2 separate regions of the Gossypium arboreum genome follow, and region 1 is linked to region 2. The links are chromatin contacts, called in public Hi-C maps. All regions are on one chromosome and are shown on one strand. The core of a region is the stretch at or near the end of the contact, and the rest is flanking DNA. Distances in the headings are between cores, read along the strand shown. Region 1 holds the start of LOC108459370 (bidirectional sugar transporter SWEET10-like). Region 2 has its middle 33 kb from the start of LOC128293157.

The links. A called contact is a pair of places that touch in the nucleus more often than the background predicts.
Region 1: a Hi-C map of leaf shows a contact between it and region 2, with 2.0 times the contacts expected there. The contact joins the promoter of LOC108459370 here to the enhancer-like site in region 2. A contact is called at or near these places in 2 of 5 Hi-C or Micro-C datasets (both in leaf).

The regions. Positions count from the first base shown.
Region 1 is chr1:12,423,485-12,428,375 of ASM2569848v2, reverse strand. LOC108459370 (bidirectional sugar transporter SWEET10-like) reads right to left here and starts at 3,236. Exons shown (of 6, transcript XM_017758731.2): 1 at 3,090-3,236; 2 at 2,956-2,992; 3 at 2,663-2,873; 4 at 2,415-2,576; 5 at 2,216-2,335; 6 at 1,615-2,134. The coding sequence starts at 3,132. The coding sequence ends at 1,871.
Region 2 is chr1:12,388,318-12,393,665 of ASM2569848v2, reverse strand. No RefSeq gene overlaps it. Among protein-coding and RNA genes, the nearest start is that of LOC128293157, 33 kb to the right of the region's middle. Within about 2 kb of position 2,530, at least 2 of the 2 cell types and tissues checked have an H3K27ac peak or open chromatin away from gene starts, as enhancers often do. A contact at or near this core is called in leaf, where this site is marked.

The sequences.
Region 1 (4,891 bases), core at 1,987-4,486, 34 kb before region 2:
AAAAATATATAAATTTATAAAAAAATAAAATTATTGTACATTGAGAATGAACATGAATAACAATTTATTCAGATTAATTCTAGATTTCATTCTTAATAAATGTATATGTTTTAGTTTTTCTTTATAAAATATCAATTTTATATTATGATTTTGAAATGAAAATATATAAAATTATTTCACATCTAAAATGAACTTAGACAAATGGTTGTTCATATGTAAATGAATCTAGACATCCATTTGTTCATATTCATTTTGGACTTGCTGTTTTTAGTAAGTTTATATATTTTAATTATTTTAATAAGATACATTCTTTCTAAATTATTTTTGAAATAAAACATATATAATTTATTTTTGAAAAACATTATTTATAAAAATATAAAAATTATTTTACGTCCAAAATGAACATGGGCAAGTGGAAGTATAGATTCAAACATTCTTGGACGTCAATTTGTCCAACTTCCTTCTAAATGAAGCTTTTTTAATAATTTATAATTTTACTTATCACTATTGATATAATATGTCATGATTTTTTTAATTCTTTAACGTTTTATAAAGTATTCATCTACCAATATTTGATTTTATATATTTCCATATTCATACAATCAATTCTTTTATAAAAGAAATTTAAAATATAAAAATTATTAAAAACATATTTAGAATGAATTTGGATAAAGTGACATTCATATTCCTCAGCATCTAGACATCTATTTGTCTATATTCATTCTGAATATTAAATATTTTTTATGATTTTTATAAATTTATATATATTAAAATATTTTGATTTTATATACTTTTAATTTCAAAATAATAATATAAAAATATGATATTTAAAAAAATTAAATATATAAAATATTTAAAAAATAAGTTTAGAATGAATCTGAACAAATTAATGTCTAGATTCAGTTGCATCTGAACAACCATTTATTTATATTCATTCTAAATGTAAAATGATTTTTATAATTTTATAAAACTATATTTTTAAAATATATATATTCTTAAAAATAGATGTTATATATTTTATTTTAGGTATTTTAAATTTCAAAATAGTAATATAAAAGATAATATTTTATAAAAGAATAAAGAATATATAAAATTACTAAAAAGTAAGTCGAAAATGAAGCAGAACAAATGGTTGTTTAGGTTCAAATAAATATAGACAATTATTTTTCATGTTGTTTCGGATGTAAAATAATTTTAATATTTTTACAAATTTAAATATCTTTAATATTTTATTAAAATTGATCATATATCATGATATAAGATCGTCACATGTCATTTTTCTATTATATCAATAAATTTAAAATTACATGATATGAGATCGTTACATGTTATTTTTCTATTATATCAATAAATTTTAACAACATCACTAATTAAATGAAATAAAAATATATATTTAAAAGTCAGCGGCTCAAACCCAACTATAGTCCAGAATCGGAGAGAAAAGGCATAAAAATTAAAATATTAACTGAATCCAGTTTGACTTTTAACTTTTGATCTTCTATTTTGGCCACCTTAATGGACGGTCCTTTTTTGGGGCATAATGAACTTTCTTATAAAAGCCTTAAAGCAAGGGTTCTAAACATAAACATTATGAAGGTATTGGAATCAAACACATTCATTACCAACTATCAACATTTCATTAATTATAAAAACATGATTAGCAGAGTTACAGATGAAAGATTAATACTAAGAGACGACATAAATTGAAAGATTCAGAACACATTAAACATATTAATTTAATTAAGATAAATCTGGGGATTTTTTTTCTTTTTCTTTTTTTTTTTTTTTTGCATGGGTTTCAACCCAGATTTTTCCATGCAAAAACCTCACAATATGACGTTGCATGCTTAGAATAATTCTAATTCCACTTTCAGACTTTGTTTGAAGCATCTGCGGTGTTGTTAGTCTTGATATTTTGAGCTTCACCGGTTCCGTCACCATTGTTGGGGTTAGGACCCACCGCGTTCACTTCCAGAGACACCGTCGTCGATCCCAGTTTGACGACGTCGACGACTACTTGCTGAGCCGATAATTGAAGCTTGGGATCTTCCACCATTTTCTTGGGGTAGTTCTTGTATATGGCGTAAAGAATCATTTGAAGAATTCCAAAGATAAACCCAAGTACATTGGGAACCTGTTAAGATGATTAGATGTCAAGAAAATGTTTCTAATGTTAAAAGGAATTCCAAAACATGAAATATGCTTTACAACATACAGCAATGTTCATATCCTTCAACAAAAGGCCATAGAAGAACCACATCACTGCTCCTAAGGTGAGGAAAACTGATAAAGTAAATGGCATATACTCCACGCTCTTGGTTTTTATCACTTTTCTCTGCAAAAAAGAAAACAGCGAAAAGTTTTGAAGGGAAATCAATTAGATTAAATATGGGGTTGGCTTGTTTTATGCTTACCAAAATGCCGAGAGGTGCAACGAACACACACAAAGCGAATCCCATGCAAATGTATCCAAGAATTTGGAGACGGATCAAAGGGTTTTTAAGGAAGAAAGTTGAGAAAAAGATGACTCCGAACCCGAAAACATTGAAGAGGAGGATAAGTTTCAGTGTCACCAACTGAAATTCAACCATTTGTAAACAATCAAAATATGGGAAATTAAAGAGGTACACAACTATACATATAATAGTATATAATATAGTACCTTTTCCTTCTTTGGGCCATAGTAAAAGTAAACAACAATGTAAAAAGTCTGAATGAAAACGCAGAAAGTGTTGATGGTGATGAGAAGCATAGCATCCTTCTTAAGGAGTGCATAGTAAATCCAAAGCATCGCACTGAAGAGTGATACCACGTAAGGGATTGATTGGTACCCTTCCGATGTTCTCTTCTTGTATATTTGGTAAAATGTTGGCCTGAAATATGATATATATATATAATATCATCAACCGTTGAAACAATACACTGAAATAAAAGCTGACAAAAATGGTGACTTACAGGGGAGCAAGGGAAACCAGAAATGAAACAACGTTTCCTAGAAGAAGAAAAACAAATATGAAATATCAGATATTGAGAAAGAAATGGTGATTTTGAAGTTGAAACCTTCATTAAAAGAATTCAAATATGTATACCCAGAATGCCAAAAACGAAAGCCCAAGAGACATGAAGAGCCATAATATCTGTTGTAAATTCCCTCTTTCTTTGTTTCAAAAACAAAGTTTTGATTGATGTCTCTAGTGATGAATGCACTCTTGGGGTCGATATTTATAGTGATGGAAAAGGGTAGGATTACGGCTTATTCTACTTTTTTTTTTTTTTTCATGCAAATATGCAGTAGATTCCATTTTGATTCTCAATATTATTCCTCCAAATATTTTAATATTTGGACTCACTTGACCTGAATGGACAAGGATTTTACAAACTTAAGTTGACTCAACGTGATTTACTTTGTCGACGGCTAGCAAATTTTGTTGGGAAAGTTTAACTTACAAGTTGCATATTTGTAAGTGAGTTAAAATTTATTTTTAAAGGATTAAATCAAAAAATTATTATTTTAAGAGAATAAAGTGTAATTTTCTCTTTTATTAAATTAAAATTTTATATAACTTAAAAGATCATAGTAAAATTTTATATGAGAGGTCGAGAACTCGATTCCATCCTTATCAAGAGCTACAAATATATTAAAAATAAATCATATATCGATATAATCTGAGTTGGAAAGGGAGAAAAAAAAGTGGTGAAGTTGCAAATAAAAAAAATATGGAAGGTTTTTGAAAGAAAAAACAAGGGGTAGTAGTGAACTTTTCAAGATTTAGAGATAAGCCTTTTTAGTTTGGTTGTGAATAAGCATTTGTAAGGTAAAGTCCCTTCCCCTAAACTCTAAAATTAGTTAAAAGGGTTATGTTTTTTATCCCAAAAAGGGTGGTTGGTGTTGAATGGAAGCAGCCCACATTTTACACCAAAGCCCCTACTCGAGAGTACCATTCCTAGTACATACACAAAATCACTGGGGACCCACCATTGTGTCTTTATGATGTGTCTTCCAACAACTGGTTTTTAAGGTTTACAACTCATACTTCACATTCTTTGTTGCGAAATTTTGCTTTTCTCCGTCACGGTAAGACCTCCCCCAGCCACGTCGGATTAGGCCAAAAGTTGGAATACAATTAATCAAGTTTTAAGGCTTCATTTACTTCAAAATAGGTTTATTGTTAAGTAAAATATTTAGTGGGAAATAAGAAAATGTTGTTGAAAATTTACACTGTCCTTACAGTTAAAAAAAGATATTTTTGAGAAGATAAAATATTTATTTTAAATAAGATATTGTAAAATAGAACATTTAATGAAATATAAAAATAGTATTTTTATTAAAATATACTTTTCTTTTTCAACTTAAGTTAAAATTAAGGTTTAGTTTGAAAATAAAATTGCTTGTTTACCAACTTTTTTTTTTTTTGTTTGAAGTCATGATTTGAGTTAAGAAAGACTTTTCAACTTCGATGGTAAATAAAACCATAGTTGAGAGATGTAGTTATTAAATTAAAAAAATATTTATGAACAGTAAAATGAATAAGTCTAATTAACATTCACTTTTTTTTTTATATTTTAACTAATTAGATATTTTATTATAAGTTAAAATATGTCATAGGTCTTTACACTCTTCACAAATTTAGAATTTAGTCTATTTACTTTTATTTCGAGGAAATTAGTCCATTTACTTTTCAGATTACAAAATTCAAGTTCAATTATTAAAATATTAATTTTTTGTTAAATTTGTTGGCGTGATATTTTGGAATAAAAATATTCACCTAGTAGCAATGTAATTAAAAATGATGTTGTAATAAACTTGAATTTAACAAATTAGTTTTAATAGTGTTAATAGTTAGACTTGAATTTTGAAATATAAAAAGTAAATGAGCTAAATTTTAAATTT
Region 2 (5,348 bases), core at 1,281-3,780:
AAACGTCATCCATTCCTATCTCATTACTTTGCACTTCATCAAAAGAAGGGGACAAATAAAGGATTCAACAAAGCAAGTGATTTCAATATTTATTTATTTATTTATTTTAATTTCAATATTCATTACGACCAATTTTTTTTTAAAAAAATTAAAGAGGCTAATTTTCGGATTTTATTTTAGAGTAAATTATAAAGTTTATCGCACATTTTTCATAAGTTTTTAGTTTTGGTACCATAAATAAAATTTGTAAAAACATACTCTCTGTTGGAATTATTTTTCATTTTGGTCTTTCATTGTTAATTTGGGTTAAGTAAGGTTATTGTATATTTATTTTAGTCACTCAACTTTAGTTAATTTTTTAAAAATATAAAAATAATTAAAAGATAAAATGAGTTATCAATATAAAAACTTATTAAAATCAGGTAACTAAAGCAATAATATTTCCTAATTCAAATTAATGGCATGTGACCAAAATAAAATGGTTTTGTAACTGCAATACCCTTTTTACAGTTTTTTTTTCGATGATCAAAATTAAAACTTATAAAAATTGTATGACTAACTGTGTCATTTAATCTAGATTTTAAGTAGTTCTTGTGAATTTTGTAAATAAAATACATGTTTTAAAAATATTAAAATATAATATTATCTTTTATTTCACATTTCTATATAACTATATATCTTTTGCTGACACGTGCTATTTTCCTTCTTCTTCTTCTTCTTCTTCTTCTTTTTTTTTTTTTTTACATTTTCCTAAAATGGTTAAATTTCCTTTTGGTACTTTTGTTTAAGTTTAAGTTTAATTTTGATATTTAATTTTTATGCTTTATTTTTAACTTAATTTGATCTCTATATTTATATAATATTATTAATTAGTCTAAATAATTAATATCGTTAAATTTTCAATTAAAAATGTTACATGTTTATATAATTTGAATGTCTTAAATATTGACACGAGACTTCCTATTTCTTTTGGGGTTGTCTTGTTCTTTTTTTTTTAAAATTACAACACCATGGTTAAATTTCAGATTTGACTGTTATATATGTTGAAGATTGAGATTTAATTTATATATTTTAATTTTGACATAATTTAAACTGATAATAAGTTGTATAAAAAGCTTATTTTGTAATGAAGAAGATAATTTATATTAGTAGATAACCTAAACTAAGTTCATAGTCAATGGAATCATTGAGAGCAAGTGATTCATGTTAAGGATATTATGTTGTCTATAAACTTTACTGGGAAAATGACTTGTCTTAACTAGTAGAGCAACATTAATTTTCAAAATAGAGACATAGATATAATTATTTGATTTGATAATAAATCAAATTGGACCCAAGTGAGTTAATCCTGAATATGTTAATGAGATAATTCACTTGTTAGCAAGTGAAGGATTTATGTATGTATGATTTACATACTTGGATATATTTATGCAACTCAAAGTAGTAAGCAGATTTACATATTTCATTTATAGAAAATATAATCATAATTCAAATAAAGAGTTAATGTATTCTCAATTGGTATAAAAATGATTAAAATGTGTGGTCGGAAAGATATTTAAGTTAGTTTTCGATGGTTAAAATTTAACTAAAATATAAATTCTAAATTTAAAGATATCTTATTTTTAGTAAATGTTGTTCAGGTTATTCGGTAGTCACATTAAGGATAAATTTTTAATCTTATTTTATATTATTTATAGGGATTAAAATTTGAGATTCATTAAGTTGGATTTTAAATATTAAAATAAATCATGATTTTGAATTTTGTAGTTTAAGATATGATTAATTTTGTAAATCTGACTTAATTATATCTAAAAATTTTTGAGTGATTGGTTTATAGAATGTGACAAGTTTTTCTATTTATATGATTCTAACTAGGTTTGTGGAAATCTTAAAGAAGAGCTAAGTTGTTCAAAAGAAGGAATTTCAGTAGGATTAATTTGTGACTTTTGGTTCAGTTTAAGGGGTTTTAGGTAAGTGACTTTGGTATTTTAGCACCCCAAAAACCAGCTTAATGTTTTCTAAATTTTACTTTAAATGGGCAGTAAAAGTAATCGAAAATTTTTGGGATATAAACAGCATGTAATAATGATTTGAGCAGGGCTTTTAATCTATGGCTATTAGCTATATGTTTCTAGGTAGACATTATTTAAACCATCCATATGTTTCGTTTTTAATTTTAATAATCATTCCACATATTTACTAATTAGGGCTGTACATTTCATACCTTCCATATTTTTTTATGACAATAAGTAAATTAACTGAAAATTTTATACTAACCCAACTAAACAAACTGAAATTTGGGAGATCATCGAAATAATCAAACCCACTGTTTTTCTTAAACCTGGTCCAATACAAGCAGTCCAACACTTCACCTATTGGACTCACTCCCTCATATCCACCACCTCGACCTCCAACTTTTATTACAAACCCTATCCAAACACGACATCTTCTATCATCTCATTCGTTTTTTTTTTCTCCTACATATCTTTCACTTGTAAATTAATAGACCCCCAATTAAGTCCACCTGCACCAACATCTCGTCTTCTACCATCGTTTCCAAAAAGACAAGTACATCACAACTAAGGGACTGATATTTAAATTATTCAACATTTGAGAATTGGAAGAAATGAAGCCCCAATTTAGGTTTTTAATTTTAGGGATTTTTTTAAAAAAAATTAATTATTAAATTGGGTTTGGGTTTGATTTTTTATATTTGGGTTGGGTTTTTAGTTTATATTTAATTTTTTGGTTGGGTACTTGGTTGGACTAGATTTATATTAGGTTGGGTTGGATATAGTTACAAAACTATTTTTTAATGTTTAAAAATTTGATTTGTTCTATTATTTTGGTTTAAGTTTTCAAAACTCAGCTAAACTAAGTAAACCAATATAACTAACCGAATTAAGCAAAAATTGATTTAATCAAATTTTTTTGATTTATTTGGTTTGGTTTAATCGATTTAACTGATATTTTTATGGTTATTTCTTCAGTATTATGCGAGCCGACCTTGACATTCGATGTGGTTTTGTAAGAGGAAAGTTAGATGGATGGCTATAAAAGTTGATTTGGAAAAAGCATATGGTAGGGTCAAGTGGAACTATATGAAGGACACTTTGGAAGATGTTGGATTTCCGAATAGATAAGTTATGCTTATCATAAATTGTATTTCTTCCTTGTCCATGCAGATAATCTGGAATGGCTCATTAACAGATTTCTTTAAACTGACGATGAGAATCAGGCAGGGGGATCCATTCTCTCTATACTTGTTTGTGTTGGGTATGGAACGTCTTGGGAATATGATCCAAAATGCGGTGGTGGAAGGGAGGTGGAAACCTATACAGATGGGAAAGGATAGTCCTAGTTTGTCACACCTATTCTTTGTAGTTGATTTAGTCTTTTTTTTTATCACGCTTCTATGGACCAAGCTTTATTGGTGAGAAGTATTCTGAATGATTTTTGCATGTTGTCTGGACTTAAGATGAATGCTAGGAAAACTCAGATTTTTTTCTCATAACACTGATGATGATTTGGCTGTGAATATTAGTCGCACTCTTGGATTCCAACGCGTCAATGATTTGGGTCTTTATCTAGGCATTCCGCTTTTCTATCAACATGTTATTAGGTGTACTTTCCAGTTTATAATTGATAAGGTTAAGAGTCGGTTAAATGGGTAGGACGTGAAGCTTTTGTCTATGGCGGTACAAGTTTCCCTTGCTAAATCAGTTTTATTGGTGATCCCTAATTATTTCATGCAAACACTACAGCAAAATTGACTTTTAGCGGCGTTTTTTAGGCCTTTAGCGGCGCTTTTAAGTGCCACTAACACTATTTGCGGCGTTTTTACAAGCGCCGCAAAAAAGCCGCTATAGATGGCGCCGCTAAATTTTGCGGCGTTTATTTGAAAAAACGCCGCTATAGGTCATATTTTAGCGCTTTTCCCACAAACGCCGCTATAGGTCATGGCCTTTTAGCGTTTTTCCCACAAACGCTAAAGGTCATAAAATTTAAAAAATAATAAAATATTAAAAGATCATGAAAAATATAAAAAATTAAAATTCATTATCAAAATATTGAGAAGAATAATGTCCATAATTTAAATATAAAAATTTCTATTAAAATTCATTATCAAATTAAAATAAAAATAAAAATATAGAATCAAAACTAAAATAAATAATAAAAATTAGATTAAATATAAATATAGAATCAAAATAATAAAACACCAAACTTGTATATCGCCCAATCGTTATAAGTCACTAAAAGCAAGAAAAGCAAAATGACTTAATTCATGGAATTCACGAATGTTAACATCAGACATGAGTTTAAAACTTTGTAATTCGAAAGGATGTTCAAAACCAGAATCCATAATAAATCGAAGCAGCTCCGGTTTCAGCAGAAAGTTTCTGAATCCCAAACTGTGAATTCCAACATACCCCCTACACCACATAAAAAGAACATTGCTTTACACTAAAATTAGCAGATTATATTAGAACATTGTTTACCTTAAAAATATGTATAAATTAAAATCAACTAAGGCTAAAATACCTGAGGAAGTGCTTCGACACAGCTGCGATAAGTATAAAGCACTGATGCCATCTCCTTCCCATCCTGGATAAGTGTGTTCTGCCATGTCATCAAATACAAGATCAGAGACTAAAACAGAACACTAAAAAGTTTATCAACTCTCCAGAAGAAAGATCGTCCGAAAGATATTTTACTTGCTTTGCTCTGAACAATTCTCGTAATGCTGCAAGTACATGATATAAATGCCTAAAAATTTAATGGCTCAAATGATCACACAAAGTTATAAGACAGATGCACAAAGCACAAACAAAATATTATGAACAAATAAATAAGATTATAACAAAGATTGAAGCTTAGGATGACAAATCCCATAGTGTTAAAACACAAATAAATGATTTACCAAAGAACTCTCTCAAGCATCCTAATGGTAATAGGCCGAAATGAAGTTCAAGATAAGATTTCGAATTTCCAATCAATTGCAAGCATGTGTTTTACAATGACTGCTTTTCCTTCATTCACGGAGATATGACATATCCACCACCGCAAATAAGCATCAAACAATAACGTTGTAGATTAAGTTTTGATTTTGCTGCTTTTAAAAATACATCTCCACATCGCTCCTTAACACACACACACACATAAAAAAAAAATAGTGCATCATGTGTGCAACAACCCACAAATTTCTATGTGGTATACAAGAAAAATGGCGAAATTGATCAAACCAAACTAAAGCAATAGAATATGAACCAATGAGCAAGATCCAAATTGAGAAGCCAAAGATGCTTCAAACACAAACCAAGAATTGTATGTGATCATGCACACATGAG